2 separate regions of the Mus musculus genome follow, and region 2 is linked to region 1. The links are chromatin contacts, called in public Hi-C maps. All regions are on one chromosome and are shown on one strand. Each heading gives the region's core, a stretch centred on a gene start, on an enhancer-like site or on the middle of the called end of the contact. The rest is flanking DNA. Distances are from core to core; before and after follow the strand shown. Region 1 overlaps Thbs4 (thrombospondin 4). Region 2 holds the start of A630019I02Rik (RIKEN cDNA A630019I02 gene).

Evidence for each region. A called contact is a pair of places that touch in the nucleus more often than the background predicts.
Region 2: a Hi-C map of forebrain shows a contact between it and region 1, with 4 times the contacts expected there. The contact joins the promoter of A630019I02Rik here to the enhancer-like site in region 1. A contact is called at or near these places in 2 of 39 promoter capture datasets (the C10 cell line and hippocampal neurons), 2 of 15 datasets of contacts at CTCF or cohesin (large pre-B cells and pro-B cells), 3 of 484 Hi-C or Micro-C datasets (the C10 cell line, cumulus cells and forebrain) and 4 of 115 datasets of contacts at active chromatin or transcription factors (fibro-adipogenic progenitors, microglia, neural progenitor cells and 1 more).

What each region holds. Positions count from the first base shown.
Region 1 is chr13:92,749,117-92,756,281 of GRCm38.p6, forward strand. Thbs4 (thrombospondin 4) reads right to left here. Exons shown (of 22, transcript NM_011582.3): 18 at 6,253-6,301; 19 at 5,973-6,169; 20 at 5,152-5,324; 21 at 3,238-3,377; 22 at 2,470-2,696. The coding sequence ends at 2,635. Among named protein-coding and RNA genes, the nearest start is that of Thbs4, 42 kb to the right of the region's middle. Within about 2 kb of position 2,820, at least 55 of the 459 cell types and tissues checked have an H3K27ac peak or open chromatin away from gene starts, as enhancers often do. A contact at or near this core is called in forebrain, hippocampal neurons and neural progenitor cells, where this site is marked.
Region 2 is chr13:93,092,265-93,099,429 of GRCm38.p6, forward strand. It overlaps A630019I02Rik (RIKEN cDNA A630019I02 gene), which reads left to right and starts at 2,569. Exons shown (of 4, transcript NR_046182.1): 1 at 2,569-2,899; 2 at 3,450-3,475; 3 at 3,591-3,787; 4 at 4,269-6,704. It overlaps Cmya5 (cardiomyopathy associated 5), which reads right to left. Exons shown (of 13, transcript NM_023821.3): 2 at 1-6,165.

The DNA of each region.
Region 1 (7,165 bases), core at 1,570-4,069:
TTGGCTCCCAAGATGCCTTACTTCAGGGTCAGGTATTTTAAACTCTGTTTACTTGTTTACTTATTTACACTAATTAGCTGCTTCCTTCCCTGTTAGCTTTCTAATCTGGACCATAAAATGATGCTCGATGGAATTTAAATAATAGTGACTACCTCCTGTGCCTCTGACATCATCCTTAACTCTGGAGCCCACCTGAATAGTGAAGAAACAGACACTCACTTCTGTTTGTGAAACACAGGCTGGTGCCCTGGGTGGGGAAGGAAGGGTCTCCTATCCTGATCAGGCAGGGGCAGAATGCCTATGACTCCTTTTCTTTGCCTCCTCCTGTACCCTGGGTGATACTCTCCCCTATATCCTCTGTGATTTCACCCAGGCATGGGCTTTCCTCACAGCGATGTCTCCTCCACCCTAAGCATTGGAAGCAATCAGGACAGGACAAACATTGGAATGACTTCACATAGTGAGTGATTGTGTCTGCTTCAACTCCGGGACCATTCATATCAAGTTGGATTTACAGGATCTCTTAGAGAAAGAGCTAGAACTGACCGGAAAACCTCCTCCCTGTCTGTTAGCCTTCACAGTGTTATGCAGGCTTCTCAAGAGAGAAAAGATGTCCATGGTCTTCCCTAGTAGTGGCCCCAACATGCAAAATGTTTGTACTGGTGCAACAGGATATGAAGGTTATGGGGGGCAAAGATCTGCTTTCTAATTGGATGATGGGAGGCCCGCCGCACAGGAGGGAATTCACGTCCGGTATTGTAAACCTGGTCAAGAGCTTGGGAGATGACAGGATCTAGAGGAAACCTATTGTTGTTTCAATACGTTGACATGTTGACAATCTGCCTTCTAAGCATTTATAGACTGGCACTGTTGTCAACCCTGACCAGGGATGCTCCAGCTGAAGTGGAAGCAGAGGAGCCTCAACCCTTCAAAGCCCCGAGATTGACTGTCCGAGTGTTCAGCTCTCAGTGAGACACCTATATCAATCCCACCAAGGCAGAGGGAACATCACACAAGAGGGGACAGGAAGAAGGTGAGATCTGAAGGATGCTGCAAAGATTAAACCTAGACTCCCTAGATCTGATCAGACAACACGCCTGCCTAGTGGATGACAGTATTTTGTGTACATGCTTTGATAGGCTTCAGTGATAAGAAGTATTTCTCCAGAAGAAGATCTGGAACCTTCCTCACAGTGCCTGGTAAAACACCGAGAGGCCCAGAGCGAGAGCATCCGAATAGCTCTACAGGTACCTGTACTATAGAGTGAAGAATGAGAGTGGTAGAGCTCAGAAGCTACCTTGGTGTTAGCTGTAAAAGAGGGGTGCTTGAAAGGTAACCATTTCCTGTCATTGAGTCCCCCTCCCTGCCCAGGGATTTCGGAATTTAGGAAGGGCTGTAGATGTGTTTCACCCAGAGATTGAGAAGAGTCATTGGCAGCCATGTGAACTCTGAATACTATAGCCATGGTAAAAGTGGGAGGAATGTTTATAATTTATGATACTCTAGGGAATTATGGGAATGAAAAATACATTGCTGAGCTGTGGTTGAGGCTCAGCTGGTTTAGTATGCCTAGAATTCAATACCTAGCAGGACACGAAACCAGGTATGATGCATACCTTTAAACCTAGTATGAAGAAGTCGGGGCAGGAGGACCAGAAGCTCACGGTGATCTTTGGTCACACAGAGAGTTTGGGACCAGTCTGGTTTATATGAGAACCCATCTAAAACCATAAAATAATAATAAAATAAATTGCCAAACTTCTTTAGAATTAAATCTCAAGGGGATTTATAAAATTTCTGGGTATCTTGATTGACTACTGGAAAGTATCGGCTAGTACACAGCTGCAGAAAGCTTCTGCCCTGTACACATGGTGACTGGCTCTACTGTCATTGTCACCAGACCCTACATCCCACTGTTTTTGTTACCTCAAAGGCAGCCACTCTCCCTTCACTGCCCAGCGAATGCTTACTGGCTGTTTGCTTCCTGCCTGGTACTGTGGGATCTGAATACAGTGACAGACATAGAATGACAAGATCTGTTTTCTTCCATTTGACTCACAGGACGCTAGGGGGAGCCAAATCCGTAAGTGTCTGTGGAAGGAGGTGACAGAAAGGCTGAGGGAAGGGTGTCAGAAGAACAAGGCAAGCTTAGTTCAGGTTTCTCAGGATGTCACCTCCTCCCGAAGCCTGGGGTGGGGGTGGGGGGCTTCCCTGGAGACTACATTCCAAGAATGAGGAGTCTGTGTGAACAGAAAGCAGGCTTTAGCATGGCACTAAATAGGGTCACCCCAGAAATGACCTTTGGTTTGGCTGTCCGGTTCATACCCGTGCTCCGTGGCACACAGTACATACTCAAGGGGGTGGGGGTGGGGGAATAAAACCAATCTGGTAAGTTTATCAAGGATTCCTCAGAAAACAACACACATCACCAAAGCCTGAGCTTCCATTAGAAACGACTGAGCACCATGGTTATTAGAAATAGTCTCTTCTTTATTTCCACATTCATATAAAAAGTTTTGACGTATTTGGGCTGGTAAAAGAAAAGCCATGATAATATAAAGAGAATTATAGGAAGTTTTAAAAAAGATGTTGCTTTTGGTGTTTGAGAAGGCAGTTGTGGGATTGCTTCTTGGCTCAATTATCCAAGCGGTCGAAACTCTGGGTCTGGAACTCCTGGAAGTCCTCTGGTATGGTGTCTGCAACAAGAATCGGGGTGGTAGTTAGTTAATGAGGATCCTTCCAGGCTGGAATCATGGCCACCACATGCCGCCCAGGCCTCCTGTAGGGGGCGCTGTCAGCTCGCCTGAGACTCCCACAGGCTCGCAGCCATTTTCTACTTCAGGTTGCTTTGTTGCAAATCCTTGGCTTAAAGCCCAGCAGGGCTTATTCATAGGCCTAGGGAAAATTAGCAGGCAGAGTGCCTTTTTAGTCTGTGATTATGTTTGAGTCTAATGAAAAAGAAAGGCTGCCTGTAAATTAAACTGACGGAATTTCTCACCGAACCCCTAACTCTAAAACATGCAGTTAAATTCTATGGGTTTCAATTTTCAGATTTGGGAAGCAGGAAAGCCTGGCTCTGCCTTCCTCTTATGTTATGCAGGGTACATCACCATCACGCACGTGGTGGTGAGGCTTTGGGGCGGGGGGGGGGGGCGGGGTGGGAGGATGCATGTTATAGAAATAAGATTTCTTGGTTGCTCCCCTGTGCTGTTGAGGGGCACTCAGCATGAAGGTTACCGTTGCAGCGGTACTTGAGGTTGGACCAGATGATGTTTTCTTGAGAGAAGCAGAACACACCAAGTCGGCCTCCACGCATGGTGGTGTCTATGGTGACCCCAGAGTCAGCCACCAACTCCGAGCCTTCATAAAAGCGCACCCTGCAGAGAGCACAGGTGTCCACGGTGAGGAACATGGTGCCACTTCCGACTCTTGTACTTACCTCTTTATTCAGACATGTTGTTTTCCACTAACTCTAGTTGGTCCCTCCCCAGTGAGGTTAGAAGTTCCCCAGGACAGGAACCAAGAGTCCACGGCTCCCTAACTTGGTTTTTAACAGGCCCAGCATGGTGTCAGGTGCATAGTTCCTGGATCGGTACTTGCTGGTGAATTAAAACAAAATAGCTTGACATCACGGACAAGTGGTTTTGTGGCTTCACTGTCTTGTGAGTTATTTTCTCTGGATACTGTACCTAGAAGCCCTGCGCTTTCTTCTTTGGTCTAGCTGATTTCACTGGTGGACTCTCAGAGCCTTGATCAGTAGCTTTAGGCAGTTGTGGGGGCAATTTCAGTTGTCATAGTAGCACTGAGGGACAGAAGCCCCTGGATGCCAGCCTTCAATACCCCGGAGTGAGTTAGCCAAAGCTTGCCCTGTGCTCTGTACCCTTGTGGAGTGTCATGGGGAAGGTGAGCTGCGCCTCGCCTCGGAGAGGCAATGGCGTTTTACCCTGAGCATCATTTTCTTTTTTTTTTTTAAGATTTATTTATTATTATATATGAGTACACTGTAGCTGTCTTCAGACACACCAGAAGAGGGCATCAGATCTCATTGCAGATGGTTGTGAGCCACCATGTGGTTGCTGGGATTTGAACTCGGGACCTTTGGAAGAGCAGTCAGTGCTCTTACCCACTGAGCCATCTCTCCAGCCCGAGCATCATTTTCTTCTGCATTGATTTTAAGTTAAACTCCCCAATTAATTCCCCAGGGTAAACCAAGAAGTGCCTGAGCATGCCGTTCTGTTCGAAAATTAAGAGTTGGCTCCTGTATGGGTATTGTCAACACCACTGTAATACTTAATTCTCAGACACACTACTCTGTGTTTAAATGCCACCTTCATGTGAGTCTAGGAATGGTTCCAAGGAGCTATTTCCTTTGGTTGTATAGCAATCAATTCTTATTTCTCTGCAGTTTTAGGGTTCAGATGGACTTTTCTAAAATTATATACTTAGAAGGATCATATTTTTATAGCTCTGATTTCATTTTTGGAACAGAAAAGGCACATTGAGCTCCATCAGGTAAGGGCCTGGCCACACCTGGTCTCCCTGTGTGGTGAACAGAGGCAGGTGACACAAGGGCACAGAGAACAGAGCATGAATCAGCTCTCACTGCCTTATTTTCACTAGATGCATCCGTCTACCTGGTACCTCCCACCCTGGCTAGGAAGCTGCAACCCACATACCCCGGAGCACACCACACACGTGCTGCAAGTCTGGGGCGTGAACCCTGACTGCATTTCAACAAGAGCAGTTGAACACACAAAACAGCAGCAACAGAAACAAAACAGTCCTATAAAGAAGCCGAGGCCATCACACCAGTCCCGGGATGAACAGTTCTCTCTTGCACAGTCCGTGCCAGGCATTGTGATGAACACTAGTGAGACCCAAACCACAGAGGCTGCCCTTGTGGGACTCATGACCCAGTAGCGAGGACAGACTGCAAGGGGGCTCTTTGGTCAGTGTGGACTAGGTTCCATGGGGCCTGGAGGAGTCTCGGGAATGTCTGGGTACCATCTCAGCATCTCGTCTCTGCTGTCCCCTTCATCAGCTCCTCCCTCACACTTCCCTAAGAGCACACCCAAAGCATGGCCCCCCCTGAAGTACCTTAGCTCTGCAGCTTGGTCCTCCCCACCCACGGCAGAAGGGCCCTCAGCCTACCTGATGTAGCCCACCTGGGGCCTATGCTGCAGGAACCAGCGGTAGGAGACCTTGTCCTTCCAGCCCACATTCCTGGAGTCCTTCCACAGCAGCCTGACCTGGTCGCTGGTGTCCCCTGTGTGCCACAGGGAGTTTCGGAGATGTTCCCCTGGGCCAGTTTTAGACTTCACAGCCTGGACAAAGACATGGGCAAAATGTTAGGTCAGGACATACATAGATCCTTTTCTGCTTCAGGTGTCTGAGGTAAACATAGAGGTGGACTCATGTTCATTGCAAGGGTATGTAGTTTCATGCTGGCACAAGCATAAACCTTCAGTGTCATTTCTACTGAGCTGGCCCCAGCCCCGGGGAATTTAGCAGTGGATGGCACTATGCTGCTCACTCTACCTTTTTCCTGATACAAATCTGTCGCTCTGCCTATTTGCCCACTGAGGGATCCCAACGGATGTCTGGCTGTGGAAGTGTGCTTCCTGCCCTAGCAGGAGTGAAAGAAGTAGCCCGTTGTTCCTGTGTAGTCCATCCCTTTGATTGAACACATTGGCTAGCTAGCTTTTAACACGGTCTGCCTCAGGTATGCCTTAAACCTTCTCCGCCTCTTTGACCCCACTCAGCCTGACATTTGCAGTATGAGTCGCATAGGTTGAAAGGTGCAGGCTCAACAGAAGGCAGGCAAGGTTGTCGCTCAAGGCTCCCCAGCCAAGTTTCTCCTTGACTGCACTCGTTTCTCAGATTAACTTAGTGACTTTTAGGGGAACTCTAAACATAAAGGAAGGTGAAGGGTCTAGAAGAAAAGAAGGCATGGGGATTCAAACTGCCATTACCTTGAGCTGAATACCAGGTTCTGCTACTGCACGGAACGGTGTAGCCTGCCAGTATGTCTGCTCCGTTTGCTTCCACATGACTACATAGAAGCTGGAGCTGTCTTGGTAACCAAAAATAAAGCCAGCATAGTCATCATCTGTCTGGGTGTTTACGTGGAAGGTCCCTTCAAAGTCAACTCCGTTAAATGCCGTGTACCCTGTGGAGAGGAAATGCAATTAGAAGAGGCTACACTAACAGCTGACTGAATTCTACACACACAGCCAGAGGCCCAGGACGTACCAACAGCTAGGCCAGGGTCACTGTTCATGGTCTGCACAATTTCCATGCCCTGTGGAGAGAGGGGAAGACGTTCAGGACTTGAGGGGAGCTGAGAGAACTTGGGGCAGCCCATAACCTCAGGCACCGAGGTGACTGTGTCCAGTACAGAACAAGCATTGCTCTGTTTGATATTGACTTAAAGGAGGTGAGTGTATGGCTTTCGCTAATACTGCCACATAAGCTGACTTAATAAACCCCAAGCCAGGCAGGCTATGGCATACATTCTGAGGGACACTGTGACGGCTGGTTTGCTTTGTCAGCTCAATGCAATGTAGATCACCTGGGAAGAGACTCCTGATGACGGACTGTCTAGACTAGGTTGTCCCATGTGCACATCCGTGGGGTAATTGTCCTGATTATGTTAGTTGGTGTGGGAAGACTGGCACCATTTGCTGGGTTTGGTCTAGGACTATGTGAGAAGAGAACTTGTGCAGAGTACGAGGCATACACACATGCATTTCTCTCAGCTCTTGGCTGTGGATGCAATATGACTAGCTTCTTCAAGTTCCTGCCTTGACTTCCCCCAAACAATGGACTGTAACTTGGAATTGTGAGCAGAAAGAAACACTTCCTCCTCTACGTTTCTCTGGTCATAATATTTTGTCACAGCAACAGCAATGAAACGAGGGCCACTGCGATGAGCTTTGTGAATTTGGAAACTCCACTAGTCTGTTTCTTCTTCAGTGGCATACTTAGGGGCACTCACAGGGGGCAGTCTATTGGAAAGATGACGAGTGAGGCTCATGGATCACATTGCCAGGGCTCTTATTCCAGCCATCTCAGCCACCTTCCGAAGTGCCACCATGAGCAACCACAGAGGTTTTGGGGGAAAGTGGATTTCAACATCCAAGAAAAGTATAGTGACTCAAGGCCA
Region 2 (7,165 bases), core at 1,319-3,818, 340 kb after region 1:
GAGAGCCATGTTTCCTTGTGATCACTGCTTGGCTCTTCCTTACGTGCAGAAATATTCCACATAGACGGAGAAGAGACCTCTGGCTTCTGGCGTCTTTGGCTCTCAGTAATATGAAGAGGAGCCATGTTTTGGGCTTCTTCCATACCCACTTTCTCACCCATAGGGGAACAAGGATGAATTCCAGGATGTTTGTCACCAACTGAAGTAGCTAAGCTTTCGCCCATTCCTTCTGAGAAGCCTGGCAGTTCCTTCTGCCCATAGTTTTCAGAGTTAGACTTAGGTTGCTTTAAAACGTCTTCGTTTGATAAAAATGTGAGTTTTTCTTTAAGGTCTTGACTTATGCTGGATTTAACTGAAACGCCTTTGGGCTCCTCGGCCAGTTTAACTGTGACCTCAGGTAATGAATGAACCGCTGGCTTCTCGGCTATATTAACCTCAGCAGGAACTGTACCTTTAGGCTCTATGGCAGGTACTGCTTTCTCTACAGAGGGACCTGGACGAGTTTCTAGATCTTCGTTGTCAGAGACCTTACTATCTGGAATGCTTGATCCAAACAATAAACTAGACATCCATGATTTAAAAGATGAAATGCCTTTCTTTCCCTTCTCTGCAGGAAGACCTTGCTCAGTGACGAGTGACTTCTCAGATGGCTTTTGTGTCACCTCTGGGGTCTCTGGAGGTTGAGGTGTGGCTTTTGCTTTCACAGCAGGGACAGATTTACTTTGGGTGAGTACTTCCACGTTGCCAGAGGCTAGCTTTCTCCCTTCCTCAGAATCATCTACAGCCTTTGACTGAACCCTTCTGGGTTCCTGAGATAGCTTCTCACCAGACACTGGTGCTTTGCTTGTTTCTTGGTTTCTGGTTTCAGATGTGTGATCTGTATCCAGTGGAGCAGCCCCAAGTTTCTCTGACATCAGATCAGTGCTCTCAGAGGACTCCAGCTGCCCAGTTCCTGGTTTTCTATCTTCATGCTGATTGACTAAGCCATCTGGCTTTTCCAGCATCCAGGTGTTGTCCTTTGGAGAAATGAGACTCTCTTTCACTTTTGATCCTGTAACACTGGCACGCTCAGTTGTCACAAATGGCTTGGGTTGCTCCAAATTCTCCTTCTTCTCTGCCAATTGTTTAACACCCAGCTCTGGCTTATCTGCAGAAGAGCTGCTCTCATCAGGCACCTCAACAGCTTGGCCCTCATGAAGGGTCCGTTTAGGCTCTTTTTGCTCAATGGGGAGGTCAAAAGAAGCAGTCTCTAATGGAGCTGAGGCAGGCACAGGAAGCTTCCTGTTTTCTTCTTGTTCTTTTCCTCTTCTCTGAAGCTCAGCGGGGCCCTTTTCTAAGATAGAAGGCCCTGGTTCCGTTCCGATGGGTTTTACTGGTTCTATACCTAAGGATCTATCTCTATCTCTACTATCAATGAGTTCTGACCCAGCAGTTGGTACTTCTGATAACTGTTTGTGCTTCTCAGGCTCTGGGGGGAGCTTTATAAGCTCTTGCTCTCCTGACAGGAAACTCCCCGGCACTGGAGAAGATGTCTCCTCTGCTTGCCTGTTCATCTCATGTCTGAGGGCCAGTAATGTTGGAGCTAAATCATCTGAAACTACATTTTCAGAATCAGGAGACCTTGTTATCTCCTCGTGTTTGTCATTTGGCACCGTGGGTTTGGATGTGGGTGACACTTGCAATGGAGGTGGCTCGTTGTCTTCTCTCTCTACCTCAACCCCTGAGTTGACAGGAAGTTTGGGTTCAGGCCTTAACACCTCTGAGGTAGACATGCTGGGCAAAGGCAAACCACTGCCTAACTCGCTCTTCCCTACTCCCTTTAAGCCTGGGTGTTCCACAGGGCTGGCAAGAGATGGATCTGTCAGGACTTCATCCCTGCCTAATTTAGTTGAATTTGAATCAAGCTTAGTTACTGGCACTGTGGTGGCAGAAGAGCTGGCTTCTGTGTCTTTCCCCATCTCTTCCATCAATGCTGGAAGTGCAGGTGGTGCAGGTGGACTGTGTTCTGCTCCCCTCTCTCTCCCCGATGAAGCCGCAGGAAGTTCCCTGGTTATTTTGGACTCCTGTTTCACTTCCGTTTTCACTGCAGATAAAACCTTAGGTCCAGAAATAGATGTTTCCTCTGGAGGTGAGTGTGGTTTTGCCACTTCAGGCTCATTCTTTGACAACATTCTCTGTTCTAGTTCAGAAGTCACAGTTGGAGCTAAATTGAGTTTGACATCCGCCTTTGGCTCATCTCCCAAGTCAGACAAAACTGAATATTTCATCCCAGACCCTGGAACATTTGGGAGCCGAGGCTCTGGTGTCTGATCCTGCGATTTGTGTGCTGTCGCTTCTTGAGAATCCAGCACAGCTTTTTCCCTTCCGACTCTGGGCAAAGCCATCTGTTCATCTGCACTTGTTAGAGTGAGAGGTGCTGTGGGCTCCTGCTCTGGCTTAAGCACACAGGTTGACTCGGGTGAAACTGAGGGCTGAGAGGTGGGCAAAACGGATGTGGTTTCTTCCTTTACCACTGATGAGAGTGCAGAAGAGGAAGCTGCTATTGTAACTGCTGGCAGACTACTCTTTGCATCTCTCTTCTCCCATCCACTGGTTGGTGGTGGTACCAAATCTTCAGCCTCAGGCTCCAAAGATGCCTGAGTTTTCTCCTGCTGTGCCAGGATGAGATATTCAGACACAGAGGTTGAAATTGTTGGAACATCTGACATAGTTTCTGCTTGGCCGGTCTTATCTGCCGAAGGTAGCAGGCTCAGATCTTCGAACACAGGCCTACAAGGGGAAGACTCCTCCCGCTCCTGCGATGGCTCAGAATGCTCAGGCACAGGCGTGACCACTGAGGACCCCGCCTCTTCTTCATCTGCCTCTGAGAAGTAGGGATAGTCTGGAGCAGACCTCCTAGGTAGTAATTCGTCTGGCTCGACCTTGTTTTGCTCTGTTTCTGCGATTCGGTATGGTGGGATTGACACCTGTGATGCTGAATCCGGAGAAAAGAGGTCAGCCTCTTCCGTGTCCTCATCAGACAGAACAGTCTGCTCAGAGGGGGACGTTAAGCACAGTGGAGAATCCCGCCCCAGCTCTCTCTTCTCTAGTTCCTGAGTCGGATAGGGTGAGAATGAGAATTCTGACGCAAATGCAGAATCAGGGGAAAGGGGCCCAATATTGTCCTCTTCCTGCCCTTGCTCTGATAGACCTGTGGGTGAGGAGGCACCCTTTAGAAGCAGAGGAGATGTGTGGCCAAGCTCTGGTGTGGAAGAGAATGAGCCCCGCTGCTGGTCTCTGCTCCCTTCTTCTGATTGGACCACTTGTTCGGATGAGATGGCCCAGGGAGGTGGGGCATGGCTTTCAGAAAGCAGCTCAGTGGTTTGTGGGGGGAGAGCGCATTCCACTGCAGAGACCTCATTGGATGAAGATAGCCCAACTCCAATGGCTTCCTTTTCTTCTTCTAACAGGGTTGCAGGATCAGAAAGGCCTCTTGGTTTGAATTGGGGCATGTCATCTATTGTTTTTTGGGGGGATTCCCGTGTTGCATTTTGTGAAACCGAGGGTTTAAATGGCAGCTTTGAATCTGATGCGAAACTTCCACTTCCTAGACTCTCATCTTCCGATAGAACTGCCTGGCTCAGTGCTGCTGGGGGAAGTAGCCCAATATCTTCTTTCTCATCTTCTGCCTGAATGATGGGCTCAGAAACACGTTGGGACTTTAATGGGAGCTTGTGGTCACCTGTTTTCAACAGCAACTCTTGCGCATGTGCTGGAACAGAATACTCAGCCGCAGATTCAGATTCTGGTGAGTGACACACGCTCTCTGAGGCCTCATCTCCAGACAGGACTGGTGAAACTGTTGAAAAGAGTGGGGACTGGATGGCAGATGTCTTCTCAGTGGTGGATGGAGAAAGAGACTGCTCAGATACAGAGGTCATAGCTGGGGAATAAGACTCACGTTCCTCGTCGTCCTCTGAAAAGACTGCAGGTTCATTGCTAGATTTCACATCAGATACAGAAACTGCCTCTACTTCCAGCTTCTCTGGTGTATGGTTCAAATCCTGTAGGACTGAATACTCAGATACAAAAGCAGAATCGGTAGAAACAGACTCGTTTTCTTCTCTTTCTTCCTCGGACAAAGTGATACGTTCAGGTGTGAATGTCATCTGTGTTGGTAGAATGGGCTCTTTTCTGTGCTCTACTTCAGGGGACAAAGGCGATGGGGAAGTCTCCTTAGAAGCTAAAGGACTTTCCGGGTAATCAAGTTCTATGATCTCTTCTTCTAGACTAGAATCTTCGGGTTCAGTGGTATCCGTGATTGGCGTAGAAGTTTCCACTCCCCTCTCTAGTTGTGCCTTTCTAAGAACCATGGGTTCAGGCGCATGCTCCTCCTCTCTGTGGACTATGGACTCAGGCTCAGGCACATGCTCCTCCTCTCTGTGAACTATGGGCTCAGGTGCATGCCCCTCATCTCTGTGGACTATGGGCTCAGGCACATGCTCCTCCTCTCTGTGGACTATGGGCTCCGGTGCATGCCCCTCATCTCTGTGGACTATGGGCTCAGGCGCATGCTCCTCCCCTCTGTGGACTATGGACTCAAGCTCAGGCACATGCTCCTCCTCTCTGTGGACTATGGGCACAGGCCCAGGCGCATGCTCCTCCTCTCTGTGGACTATGGACTCAGGCTCAGGCGCATGCTCCTCCTCTCTTTGAACTATGGACTCAGGCGCATGCTCCTCCTCTCTGTGGACTATGGATTCAGGCGCATGCTCCTCCTCTCTGTGGACTATGGGCTCAGGCGCATGCTCCTCCTCTCTGTGGACTATGGGCTCAGGCGCATGCTCCTCCTCTCTGTGGACTATGGGCTCAGGCGCATGCTCCTCCTCTCTGTGGACTATGGGCTCAGATGAGGTCACGTATTCAGACGCTTGTTCTGTTTTTTCTGTTGAAATCGGCTCTAGCCCTTCCATGTCTGGCTCAAACTTTTCTTGGATGGCTGGCGCTGGTCTTGGTGGTCCTGTCTCTAAAGACTCCTTCTCTGCCTCCCATGGCATGGAATGGTTGACAGAAACCAAGCCTTCCTGTTGCACATCATCGGCTGAGCCTGTCAAGACTGAAGCATCATCCTCTGAACTTTCCTTTCCTTGTGCATTCTGTTCCAGTTCTTCCTTTGCTCTTTCAAGGACCATGGTTGCTGGAATGCTTGGTGGCTCCATTCTGTGGGTCTTTGATTCATCAGCTGGCTGTTGTGGCATCATTTGTGGAAGGCTGAGATTTTCTTCTTGATCAGCTGTATCATTTCTGGCACTGGAGGGAAATGCGTGTTCTGTTGAAGATGGAACATTTAAATTGGAATCGGCATACGTTTTCTTTTGCTCTTCGTGACTAAACAATGAGGTCCTGGACCCTTTGGAGAGGGCACCTCTCCAGGGTGGAGCAAGCTCTCTTACTTTGTCTTCTTCTGGGCTCTGGGCTAATTTCCTTTGGGGAACTATATTAGAACCACCATTGCTCAAATCCGGCTCTAGACTAATAGATGAATCTTTTCCTCTCCTGTAATGTATTTCCTTAATTACATAACCTTTTGGCAACGTCCCATAAAATTGTAGAGGAATTAACTCTTCTTTAACTGAATTGAACATCTTTATTTTGTATTGTACCGTTCCTATGTAGACTGGCTTCAACACTAATGGTTTGTGCTCTTTGTAGATAGCCCCAGTGATGGGAGGCGTATTTGATGCAGTCTTCTTCCTTCTTGTTTTATCATAAGTGCCAATAGATGACTTTTCATTCTCAATATTGAGCACAGGGCTTTCTGAAATTGAAGGACCATCTTCTTGGTTTGTCAGAACATCTTGTGATTCCAGAGAATTCCTTTTTTTGCTGCCTTTCCGACGCAGTGACGGTGAGCCACGCTTGGACTTCTGAGTTCTTTTCCGTGTCCTTTTAACTTCATCCATAATAAAGGAAACACTTCCTGGAGGAGAAGTCAGAGCTGACCCTTCCAAACTACATATTCCCGAGGTCTGACTTTCTCCTGAAGCCCAAGGAGTGGAAGATCTGCTTGAGTTGGTCTCCCAGGTTATCCCACTGTCTTCACGTTGAACTGCCACCATGGAAAAGGAAGGGTCAGAGACGATACACTCCTGCTTGGTCTTGCCCTCCTCATCCTCATCTGATAACCTATGGTGAACAATACCAGTAATTATATATTATAGTAATAAATAAAATTAATATTAATTATTAGAACAAGTAAATGTAAAATATAGAAGTCAGTACTCACATCCACCTCAAATGTGGGGTGAATATAAAATAAAGTTTAAAAAGTTAAAATCCAGATATCAGTGCAGTAAGAAAGCCCAGGCCAGAATTGCTCAGTAGCCAGCCTTAAGCCAGAAGGAAAGCTGAAATTCATTTTCACTCCTTCCCTATTCTGGGTTGCCCTCCTGGTCCTCCCGTGTTCCCCAGTCAGGAAGGCTCCCTTCTCTCACCAGGACCCACATGTGACCCTGGCATCTGTGCTCTTTGTTCCCACAGGGACCCCCAAACCTAGCTAGGTTTTGTGGACCACCCACTCCATCTGCTTCCTATCTGACCAGGAGCCTGACTCCTGCCTCTTATTGGCCTGGTCTCGGCCCTTCCTATTTTCCTTCCATCTGGCTTTCCCAAGCATCCCATTAGCATTCCTCATGGAGACGAATCTCAATAAACTCTTCTTACTTACAAAATAGGAACATCCTTGGCTCCAAATTCCTTTCTGATTTTATTTCCAAGTACCTGCCTCCCCCACTCCTACAGGATTTTCTCTTCTAACTACAACTGTGTGCCCCAGAATGGTATTTGGTTAACTGTGGACCGCATAGACCGCCATGGTCCTAGGGAATTAGAGTGGAGCTGTGGGCTTCCTTTTGTCTAGTGTCACTCTAGTCATCATAACATCATAGCTAGTGAATTAATGACCTTTGTGATGATGCCGAGGAAAATCCCTACTGTATTTCCAGTTGCATAAAAGCATAACTCATACAAGCACATAAAGTGTAAAATGCTTGATAATGAATGTGCCATGTTACTAGTTTATGCTACATACACTTTAGTTTGGACTGCTAAATGAACGGAAAACTGTGGATTTGATTCCCAGAACCATAGAGAAAAGTTTATGTAAGACCATATGCCCGGCATGGTA